Regions from separate parts of the Gossypium hirsutum genome. Here region 1 is linked to region 2. Evidence: chromatin contacts called from public Hi-C data. All regions are on one chromosome and are shown on one strand. The core of a region is the stretch at or near the end of the contact, and the rest is flanking DNA. Distances in the headings are between cores, read along the strand shown.

Region 1 (6,190 bases), core at 2,283-4,782, 50 kb after region 2:
TCGATCCCCATGTTTTCAAAATAAAAATGGTTTCGACACAATATTTCACACACAATTGCATGAGTTTTAATGAATTAGGAGAATATATATTAACTACCTTCAATAAAAAAAGAAAAATATATACTAACTTTAAAAAAATACTTTTAAGATTTTATTGACCAAAATAAAATAACCATTCATATGTTAACACATTTACACCTAGGATATCTCAAGCATTGGCACGAAATTGTTGAGCCTCAAGTATCCCCTAAATGCTAAGACTCTTAATTTTTTTAGCAGTTTAATCTTATTAAGCCAAAGCTAATTGCACACCAATTTAATTAGTAAAAAATTTAAAAATAATTCTTTTTAAAAGTAGTAAATATTTCTATAATGATATTTTTGTTGGGAAAGTTGTTGTTCATTCTATGTCGTATTATAACGAGATTATTTTTCTACTTAGGCCATCGACTTGAATAGGCTTCGTTTGTGTTTAGTTTAGTCCACTTGAATGTGGCATAGTTGAAAAAGTTAGAAGTATTGGTCGACTTAGGGTACTAAGACTCCCAATCGAATTGGTTGAGGTGATTGGATAAAAATGAAAGTATTATTATTAAAATGCTATTTTTTAGAGATAAATATCAAATTTACTCAAGAGATTTTTGGAGCAATTGAAGGACTGATTTATGAAGACTTTTATGTGATAAATACTCAGGATAACTAATGGGATAATTTTAACTTTTATATTGGAGTTGAAAATTTATCAAAACACTGTTGATTGACCACTCGAAGAGGCCTATAAATAGGTTGTTTTGTGCCACACATGAAAAGCAGTTTTTGCAATGTCTTTGTCGACAGCTTTGATGTGTTTTCTAGTGATTATTTTGTGACACTCTTTTAGGTATTATTTGAAGAGGTTTATTGATTGTATTGTGAGGTATTTAGGTGAGTGATTTGTGACATCTGGGGCCGGTATTGAAGCTGCAATTACTTCTTTATATAAGGGTATATTGAGCTTAAGCCAATAGGTGATTTGGACAATTGTTGAATAAATCATTCATTGGGCGAAGCTCCGCAAACGTAGGACCCTTGTGTTTGAATTGCATTAACAGAGATCGGTTGTGTTGATTTTTTCTTGTTCTTTTTTTTTTTGCTGCCTGCTTTTGCTCTAACTATTGTTACAATGAACGTTAAGCAAAATTAATTTATCAAATAGATAGGGTAATTGTTTTTTTAATTTTTATCTTTTTTAGATTTTTATATAAAATTTATAAAAATAATTTAAATCTAAAAGAAATCTACACATGATTAGGACTTGAATCAAATACACTAACATCCTCTAAACCTTAATTTTATCATTTCAACCAAAGTCCCGTTGATTTTTTTTATGCAATTTATTTTATAAATGTAGTTCTTACATTAAAATTTTAATTATTATAAAGATGCATTCTATTATAGTTTTAGTAACTAAATTGATATACCATTAAAAAGAGAGAGGAGATTTTATAATTATTACAAATACAATACAAGCATAACCAAACTAATATATGAAATACATTCGAATAAGACTTATGTACGATGCATTTAAACCCAGAGTATTTTTGGAGAAAAAAACTCAACATAGTAATTATGCATAGTGGGAATTGATTTTGAACTTGAACGTGATATAGCACTAAAATTTAAAATTTATACCAATAAATAGAAATTTATAAGGTATAAAATAAAATGATTATTAAATAAATACACATATATGTAGGAATTGAATCTACACAAGTGACGTGATAAGAAGGGTAAGTAAATATAATAAATAATTAGGTAATAGAAGCTAAGAGTTGCCCTGTATTAAAGGGTAAGTAGAGGTTTGACTAGGAAGCGAAAGGAGCCCTATGAGGGATGCCTTTTCTTCTCCTGGAATTAAAATGAGGAGGCGTGGATGCCGAAGATGTATACATTTCTTGTGGGCTTCTTTCACGCAATTCTTCATCATCTCCTTGTTGTTTTGATGCCAATCTTGTGGCCGTAATTCCTTCTCTTCTTTGTTTCATTGCTTCTTCCTCATTCTTCGTGTTGCTTCCAACCACAAAGCTCGTGTCCCCCTTTTTCCTTATTCCTACAAGCTGTATTATTTTAAACCCATAATCTATTCACCTTTTACCTATAACCGATTTCTTCTTTTTTTTTTCTTTTCAAAAATGGCAAAATTCAAATTTAAGGATTTATTTTAGATGGTTTAACCATGCCCTTATATGACTATAGTCTGGAGGAAAATTGGTGAAAATAGATGTGTTTATTAGTTAGGTGTTGGATTTCTTACTTGATGTTTTGACTCTATCAATCATGAATCGATATCATAAAAATGGAATGATATTGGTTTATCCTAATCCCATATGCACATGGCAAAAACGTGACCAACATTTGAGGGGAAAATGAGAGAAAAAATAACTCCGGTTGCCTTAAAATATGATATCTAGCAAGTTTACCATAATCCCAAATGCATATGGCAAAAATGTGAGAAAGATTTAAGGGGAAAAAAATGAAAGAAAAATTATTCGGATTCAACCCCAATTGGTTCATGGGTTAATAAAGTCAACAGGTTTGAGATTCAAACTTGAACTAACCTTGCAACCCAAAGAACAGAAACGAAAGGGATCCAAAAGGCTCCTGCTACAAATTTCACACAAATAAGAAACCCCTTTGCTGCTGCTGCTGCTACTACTAATCTTTGGTTGGGGTCTCTCATTTAGGAAAAGAACTCTAGCACTGTTGATCACATATGTTTGCACTCCACTTATATCCAATACCTTTTGAATTTCCGCAACTCTTACAACATCATGATATGATGACCGTCTGATCTGCATTCATCTCATCATCTCAAGACCACAAAGATTATATACATCTGAAATGACCAAGATTATATATTATCTGTTGCAATACCTGAATTACAAGATGATCTTTGTGCCTTGAGGACCGGCAATAAAAGCAAAAGGCGTCGTCCATGCAATCAAGGCAATACATATTACATTCGTTTCGCGGTGTGTCTCGGTGTCTGGAGCAGATGGTGAAGAATGCAGTCGATAACAGTGATTCAAGCCATGGCGGTACCATCATTTCTCCCTGTAATTTCATTTTGCAGTGTAAACCATCAATGAATCCAAAAAGAAATGAAATGGGCAATTTTTTTTTTTTTTTGTAAAATAAGAATCAAAGTTAAGTTCTCATTACCATCATTAACAAAGACGATTAAATGCGAAGAAGAAGAAGAAGAGAGAAAAGGGGTTTTGAAAGAAGGTGAAAATGAAACATAAGAAACATCAATAAAACAATCCAGGATTAATTAAAAGGTAAAGGGTGGACCGAGAAAGGCACATAAAAAATGTGTAGAAGGCTTAATAGTGTAACGGTTTGGATTAAAAGATGGTAGGTTAAAGTGGGTTTTTGACCGTTGGATATGTGTGAAGGGGATAAAAAAAAATATTAAAGGTCTCTTTTTATGAGCTTACGCAATACTTTGGTTCTTCCTTGCGTCTCTTTGTAAGTGACTACAAAATTGGTGTATTGCACTTGGGCGGGTCAAGCCCCTTTATAAGAAAAACATAAAATAGTCACGGGTTAATTTGATAATTCTAAAATAAAATAAAGGTTTCTAACCCAGTTAATCCTACCTCCAAGCTATAGATGGTTTATCAATCAAGTCCTTTAATTATTAAAATCATCAATAACATGTCAAATGTTCTAAAAAATAAGTAAAATGTTACCTCACAAAAATAAAGTAAAATTGAAAAAAGAAAGAGTGTATGATAAATCTTTTGTAAAAGCTTCGAAAAATTTCAAAATTAATATCTTTAGAATATCCATTTTTACAACATTTTTTTTTAAACTTTTCTTTTCAAATTAATGTTTAAATTTATGGTTTTAGTAATGGAAAGATATTATTGATATAACTTCGATAATTTAAATATGTATTTAGAATGTTTTAAAGTTTGAAGATAAATTTAGAATAAAGGATATAATACAAAGATATCTGGTGCAATTAACTCAAAATAAAATAATGGCTAGTGAATTTATTTTAAATTTTATTTGAAATACATTTTAAAAAAATTTAGATGATTTCTCATTTATTATTATGAAATTTTATTCGGTAAGAGTATAAAACATTAATCCATGTATTTTATTTTTAAAAAAATTGAAATCCAGTATATAATTAAATTTGATAATTTTTAGGGATAAATTTTAAAATTATACATGAATTTCAGTCTAATATGTAATTTTATATATAAACTTTGATTTTGTGCATTTTTATACATGAAATTTTGATTTGATTCAATTCTCAAAAATTTTTAACACAGTTATTGAAATACCATTATTTTATGTTTATATATTGCATATGGAAATGATTATATTTATCCCATATAAAAATAAATTGATTTATTTATTTCTTCAATTGTGTATGATTGAATCAAAATTAAAGTTTTAAATATACATTTTAACCACAATCGAAGTTTCATGCGTATAATTGAGCTAAATTAAAGTCCATGTATCAAATTACACATTGAATCAAATTTCATGTATAATTTTGAGATTTATCTTCTTCTTTTTTTTATGATAAGTTAGATTTGATAATTTCAATACAATATAAAAGAAGTTAATATGCTGTTAATCCATGTACTTTGACAAATTTTGAAATTTAGACTATGTACTTAACAAGTTAAAAATTAAGTCCTTTTCATTTTTTCTTTAATTTAAGAATTTTTGTCCAATCATTAAAATCATTTTACAGCATGTTTGGTTGACTGTAATGCTAAACCATTACAGCCTTATTCAGTGGGCCCAACCTTATTACATTGTTTGGTTGGCTGAATTGGCTATTACAGCCCTATGCATTACAGCCTTATTCAAGAAAAATCACTGTTTACAATTCCTGCCTCCCCCCACCGAATACCAATTCAGCATTAAAAGTTTTCATCTTTACCCTTCTCATTTCTTTTTCATCTGAGCATTTTCTTCTTTTTTTTATTCACCTCTGATTCCCATTTCCTTCCAACAGTCCTCTTAGCCTCCACAAATTCATCCTCAAGCTCAACAGTTTCAATTTCCTCTTAGTTTTCTCGAGAAAATCTGACTTCGGTGTGAGAGGAAAGGGCTATCGATCCAACACCCAGATGTTAAATCGATGCTGAATCGAGTGAAGCAGTTCGCTGACAAGGTAAGACTTTGACCTTCTTCAATCGAAATTAAGACCCCCATTTTCGTTAACTATCCCAGATCCCCAAGAATATTGTTTTAATCGAACCCTATTAAGCACTTACATACTATTGTCATTGATAGGTATAAGATGTTTTTAAGATTACTTGTTGGAATTGTTAATAAATTGTATAGAAAGCTTGTTGATTCGGCAAAGGAACAATTAATTTGGGTTAAAGAAATGGTTGATGTTTCTTCTACAGGAATTGATAGTTTGTTAGTGTGTTTAATGAGGCAAATTGTTGGTGGTGATTTTAGTGATAGGAATCTTTGGTTATTGGAAAAAGGTCCCATTGCACTCTCTGCTTTCTGCCCATGCTATGCAAACACACGCAACTGCACTCTGTTTTGGACGGTACTCATGACATGGCAAAAAAAACACTAAAATCTTTGCAATTTTCATAATTTTTAAGGTTTCCAGATCCTGTATATGGGGTTCTAAAGTTTGCTAAGAGAGCATTAGACCACATACTAATTTTGTTTCTTGACATTGTTTAATGTAAGATCCTATATATCAAGATTGATATTTGTCCAGAATATTTATCTGGACTCATATTGCATATGCAGACCATCCCATTTTGATGTCAACTAAGCTATATTAACAGATAAAACTGGTCTTCATTTCTTGCATGCCTTGATCCTGTTTTTCTATCATTAATTATGAGCAATGGATTGTGTTTTAGATGTTGTATTGGGACATTTTCTGGGGTTTTCAGAACTTTCAGAGCAAAAGTGTTTTCTAAAACTGGACCGGTGGTCAAGCTTTTGGTTCGCTAGTTTGATTTGACCAATTTGTTTAATTTAACTAAATAAATCATTAAAAATTCATTAAAAAATTATAATTCAACTAGTTCAATTGCCTGATTTAATTGGTTTATATCAATTTTCGAATTAATTGGTCAGATGATTTTCTTTGGATTCGTACTTTGGTTAGTTTCTAATTTAATTGGTCCGATTGATTGGTTCGATT
Region 2 (5,897 bases), core at 3,100-5,599:
CAGATGAAGAGGTTTAGTGACATATGATACGTTGTTATGGTTGCTTGATTGATGCCTGGAGATCATTGTTTCAGCTTTCAGGGCACCCCAGCTAGAAACACTGGACCAGATCTTGACACTGCAAATTTAGACATTTTGGTTGGTTGGCTGGCCTATGTAGGACCTTTTACACACTCATTTTGTAATTCATCTTGTGTCCTAGACTTCAGAGGCCATAGGGCAAGTCTCCTTATTTCTGGGTGTATACGATACTAACATACTTCATTTGGTTCAAGTATTATTCTGAGTAGAGTGATGTTGCACATTTTATCTGTACAGGGTTGAATTGTAGATTGGACTTTTATAGGTGTTTTTTCCAAATCATTTTATTGATTGTTAGACTTAGTATTGGCCTTCTAGTTATTATCAGCCGTGGCTACTAATATTGAGGATCTTCTGCCAATGAAAGGTTAGGTTTGATAAATTAGAAAATTTTGCTTGTCACAGCCCCCACCCCCTCTTTGAAATAGCTTGAATAGAGGACATTTTTTGGACACTCAATTATAGGAAATTCATAAAGGATGATCACAACTGAATTAGTTAATAACTTTCTAGTCTTGTCTGTTTTATTTACATTATGCCATTTTCACCTTTTGGTTGTAACATTTTGCAAACCGCACCTATGTATCAGGGAAGGTTTTTTATCCCGACTGGATAATTCGTGTTCTGGCCCTGCGAGCAGTAATCGTTCAGATAGACCATCTAACGCTGACAGTGATGGGAATAGAAGTGAAGAAAACCGAGTAAATAATACACATGATGCAATAGATGGATTAAATGACCGATCTGAATATGAGAATGAGGAAACTGATAATGGGAGGTGTGTGATTGGTACAGCTGATTTAGAGGTTGAAACTGAAGTAAGTCAGCAAGCAACTTCTGCTTGTTTAGAAGATCAGCAGGAACAAGTTTTTGAGAGTGTATTCAGTATCTGGCAGGGGTCGGCCAGTGTTGAGTCTAATGAAAGCAGATATGATATTGGACAAGTCTTTGATGGGCCCAGGGAAGAAAGTCTTGCTGATGAGTCGTCCCTTGAAACTTTGCAGAATGAAGCTGGAGGACAAAGTAGTCTACAAGAATCTGGTGAAGTATCTTATGAACGTTCTTTCCAAGATGGTGAGAGAAGTAGGACCTCTTGGTTAACGAATATTGTACAAAATGTAGAAAGGGTTCCTGTTGATCATATTGATGGCCAAGAACCTGCTTCTCAAGCTGAACAATGGCAGGAAGAGGATCAGGAAACTGAGGATGCAGACTGGCAGGAAGCTAGTGTGGACCATAACGAGTTGATGGATGGTCGTAATGAAGAAGCCTCTGACATGAATCATGAGGACGGTGAGAGTGAAAATGGAGGTTATGATGATATGCAAGAAGCTCCTGATGCACAACGTGAGGATGGTGGCTTGCACGACACTAGACAAAATTGGTTTGAAGGGTCTTACAATCTACAAGCTGCCACCATTGGAAGAACAGACACATTTTATCTTCCTGATGATGACAACTTACACAATACTGAACTGAGGGAACTCTTAAGCAGGTCTGAATTATATAACTTTGGGTTTATGTATTTCATTTTTTTAGTTAGTATTTTCTGAGTTATTTTTAATGTTGTAGGAGAAGTGTGTCTACCCTTCTTCGTAGTGGTTTTCGTGAGAGCCTTGACCAATTGATACAATCATACGTGGAAAGGCAAAATCATGCATCTATTGACTGGGATCTGAATGAAGCAGCTCCTACTCCTGAATCCCTTGAACAAGATATAGAACAGCAAAGCAGGGATCAGAATGAGGGTCAGAGTTCTCCAATTGCTCCTCCTTCACCCAGGATGCCATCTACGCAGCCACTCTGGGACCAGGATTCTCACATCTATAATTGGCAACCACATGATGGGCATCAGCGCTTTGCCATCGTACGTGCTTTCTTCTTGCTTGCAACTTGATTCTATCCCTGATTATCTTTTGAGAAGTTGATTAATCAACTATCTGTGAAATTTTTTCTTTTTAATAGATACTTGGAATCAATGGTTTACTAAAAAAAATATTTTATTTTTTGTTATTTAATTTAAAACTGCTGTTCGATATTGCTGACTCAGTGATCTCATGACAATTATGCCTTTGTGGAAATTAGTGTTAAGCTTCAACAAGTGTAATTGTTAAAATCGGCTAGACCCACCCAAACAATACATGCTTTTGGACAGTCAAACTGCAATATGCTTCTTCTTTTGGATTTAACCAAACTGCAAAATACTTATTGCTATCTTTGGGTCGCAGAACAGTTTCAGTTTGTGCTTCATTTGCAATTCACTGAATGCCAGTATTTACTTGACTTCCATTGGTTTTTTTTTTTAATTTTTTTTGGGGGGAGGGGGGGGGAATTATTTGAGCTTAAATCAGTTCAACAACAAACCCTTTGGTCTCGTGATTGAGTTTGTGCTGCTAATTTTGTGCAGGAGTGGGAGATAATTAACGATTTGAGGGTCGACATGACAAGACTGCAGCAAAGAATGAATAACATGCAGAGGATGCTGGAGGCCTGCATGGATATGCAACTTGAGTTACAGAGGTCAATAAGACAAGAGGTTTCTGCTGCCCTGAACCGGTCAGCTGGTTCACAAGGTTCTTTTATTTCTTCATCCCTAAATACTAGCACATCTGCACATTTGTGTCAAAATTCCTTCAGGTTTATTCAGGGAAAGTGAATTTCCCTTGCTCCTGACTCGAGGCTCTTTCTCTCCTGATTATTGTTTATTGTCATATCCTCAGCAAGCTATGTGTCCTGATTTGTCCCGTTCACTGTTTAAGCCATCAAGATGGAAAAAATTTCCAACACCCACAAATTAGTTATTGTTGATGTTCTAACCGTACGCTCTTTGCTCTATAATTGAGGCTTTTTCTCATCTTTGTTGATCATTGTGGTATTCCTCTGTAGGTATGATTGATGATGACTTGCCTAAGGATGCATCATCTAACTGGGATAATGTTCGGAAAGGAATTTGCTGTATATGCTGCGAAAGCAATATCGATTCATTACTATACAGGTAAATCTAATCTCATACATAAATTTTCGTATTGATTTTTGAGGCCTCAACATTTCTGTTATCATATTATTATTATAGATGTGGACACATGTGCACATGCTCAAACTGCGCCACTGAGTTGGCTCATGGTGGAGGGAAGTGTCCGATGTGTCATGCACCAGTAGTTGAGGTCATCCATGCTTACTCAATCCATTAATAAAAGTGAAAGAAGAAAAGAATCTGGATCAACAATTATAGAATCTTTCATCCTCGCCATCTCCAGGTATCTTCTTTTTTTTACCCTATTCTTGAATTTCCCCCCAGTGATTTGACGATGTACAGTACATAAACTATGTGTATGATTGAGAACAAAACATGCTATCTTTGATTCATTATACTACAAATCAAAATAAAAACTGGAGTGTAAGATTGCTAATCTATACAATTTCACAAGGTGATGAATATTTCTGGTTATAAGAATTAGATAACCGATTCTGCGCTCCAGAAAGACCCTTTGCCATGTCTTCTTCCTTTTTAAATTTCATTAAAATTAGACACGGGTGAACAAACCAAGTAAACCCGATAAGTTGGTTTATTCAATTAGTTGAATCAGTTTCCTCAATTTATTTGGTTTGAATATGAAAGTCAAATAAATCAATTTGTTTTTTAAATAATAAATATTCAATCTCCAATCCAATATTCAAGTACTCTATGAAACTTGACTCAAAATATATTCACCCAAAATATAAAATATAAACTCAAATAATTAAATACCTAAATAAATAATCCAACCTAATCAAGATTTTTGGAAGTCGAATTGGTCAAATCTATCAGCTCACGATCTGATCAATTCGGTTAGTTTGACTAGTTTAATTGGTTTTTAAATATTTTTTTTCTAAAATAAAATAGAATAAATAATAAATGATGTTATAACTTGAAAGCCCACCTTTTGATTCGGATTCCTTAAGATACTTAGAAGTGGGAACTCTAAGCAATATCAATTTTCCTTCTCAATATTCATTTCCCTTTCATTCTAGTAAACAAATTGGTACTCTAAGCAACAAAAAATCATGAAGAGATTCGGAAGAGCTATAGAGAAGAAATCGAGACCCTCGACTGCAAAGGAGAAAATAATTGTATAAAACTCAAAAATTTATTATGTACTGATTTGCAGGAAATGAGAACTTAGAATGCAAGGGCCTTTGTTATTTTTTAAGGAACCCGACAGTGAGTACTCTTGAATTTTTATTTATTTATTTGGGCTTTCTAAACCTTTAAAAAATTAGGCCAACATAAAAGCTTTTTTTTCATTTTGGCCCAGGTTGTTTTAGCCCAAAATATACAAGAATGGTTCGACATCGATCCATCCGGACAGCGGTTCATGGTCTAATCGCGATTTTTAGTGCTTCATGATCCATCTGGTTTCTTTTTTACATTACACTCAATGAATATATTGATCGATTCTTGATTCAATTAGTTCAATTGGCTCAACTGGTTCGATTCTAAAACCTATCAATTTAAAAAAAGTGCTTTGAATTTAAGTTTATATATATATTGATATTTCATATTTTATATTCCATTTATTTAGATCATGCATGTCAAGTTTATAGTAATTTTTTTAACTATTTATTTTATGTTAAAAACTTTCAACCATTAAATATTTATTAATGTTGACATTATTTTAGATCAATATGATAAATATTTCATATCAATTTAAATTTTACATACATGACAAATATAATTATATTGATAAATTTAATAATTATATGAATAAAATATCATGTGAAATCATATTAACTTAATGAAAAACATCCACCTGCATTTTTGTTTTGGACCCTCAGATCAAGTGGTAAAATTAAAACATGGCTGGCTTTAATTAACTTCATAAAGCATCATTGCCTCCACCTTCAACAATACCACAATTACAACCCCAAATTAAATCTGAATTATGCTACAAGGCAATAATATAGGTATATAAAGAAGATTAAATACGTTCATCATTAAGAAGGTGGAGATGATTGATGAGTAGGCCCAAAGCTTTATGTAGTATAACATTTTTTTGGCATTCCATTAACGCTTTCATTTATTTATTTTCACTTCTCGTCTTTACTTTGGGCATATTCTGAGCTTATTTTATCTGCAATGAATCCAAAAAGGAGTTGTAATTCTGGGGATAAATTGAATATTTCATGGAAAAACAGTAAATAAAAGTAAGTTCAACTTTGACTGTTCATGGAAGAATAAGAATGAGATTATATTGCTAAAGGAAGATGGAGAAGGACAATCATGTGATTTAAGAAAATTTTACAGAAAGAAAATCCAAAAGGTGATAGTCAATTGATTTAGTATAGAGGTCAAAAGGAATGTTTTAGTATAGATTTAAACCATGGAAAGACCATAATTTTGTTGGAGAGAAATCGCTTATGGTTTTAAGGAAGGAAACAGAAAAATAGCACAAGATAAATAAATAAAAAAGAGTGTTACTTTTATAGGAGATTGAATGAAGATTCTTTTGTTAAATTTAATAGCATGGCATTTCGAAATAAAAATAACACTCATTAAATAGTTGGCGTGATGTTATAATTAATCTAAATTTGATAAAAGTATTCTAATAGTGTTAATAATTAGATTTACATTTTAAAATTAAAAATCTAAATTCTTTAAAATAAAAATAGTATGAATAAATTCTAAATAGAACAAGAGTACAATGACCCAAAGTATTTTTTTAATCATATATATATATAGGGGAGGGATCCATTACACCGGTGTAAAACTTAAAAGTAGTTTTACATCATTTCATAACTTTTTTTATACTATCAATATTTTGACAATCCAGCGGTTG

Evidence for each region. Hi-C and Micro-C count contacts between places; a contact is called where the count stands out from the background.
Region 1: a contact with region 2 is called in a Hi-C map of leaf, with 2.1 times the contacts expected there. The contact joins the promoter of LOC107912974 here to the enhancer-like site in region 2. A contact is called at or near these places in 5 of 34 Hi-C or Micro-C datasets (anther, callus and leaf).

What each region holds. Positions count from the first base shown.
Region 1 is chrA07:19,338,485-19,344,674 of Gossypium_hirsutum_v2.1, forward strand. It overlaps LOC107912974 (protein RGF1 INDUCIBLE TRANSCRIPTION FACTOR 1), which reads right to left and starts at 3,533. Exons shown (of 4, transcript XM_016841370.2): 1 at 3,202-3,533; 2 at 2,914-3,093; 3 at 2,598-2,831; 4 at 1,516-2,096. The coding sequence starts at 3,207. The coding sequence ends at 1,845. It overlaps LOC107912973 (a long non-coding RNA gene), which reads left to right and starts at 4,805. Exons shown (of 2, transcript XR_001688376.2): 1 at 4,805-5,182; 2 at 5,424-5,773.
Region 2 is chrA07:19,287,537-19,293,433 of Gossypium_hirsutum_v2.1, forward strand. It overlaps LOC107912978, which reads left to right. Exons shown (of 10, transcript XR_005930464.1): 4 at 671-1,576; 5 at 1,654-1,948; 6 at 2,489-2,654; 7 at 2,968-3,076; 8 at 3,155-3,338; 9 at 4,230-4,282; 10 at 4,377-4,601. Among protein-coding and RNA genes, the nearest start is that of LOC107912978, 6.4 kb to the left of the region's middle. Within about 2 kb of position 4,350, at least 4 of the 9 cell types and tissues checked have an H3K27ac peak or open chromatin away from gene starts, as enhancers often do. A contact at or near this core is called in leaf, where this site is marked.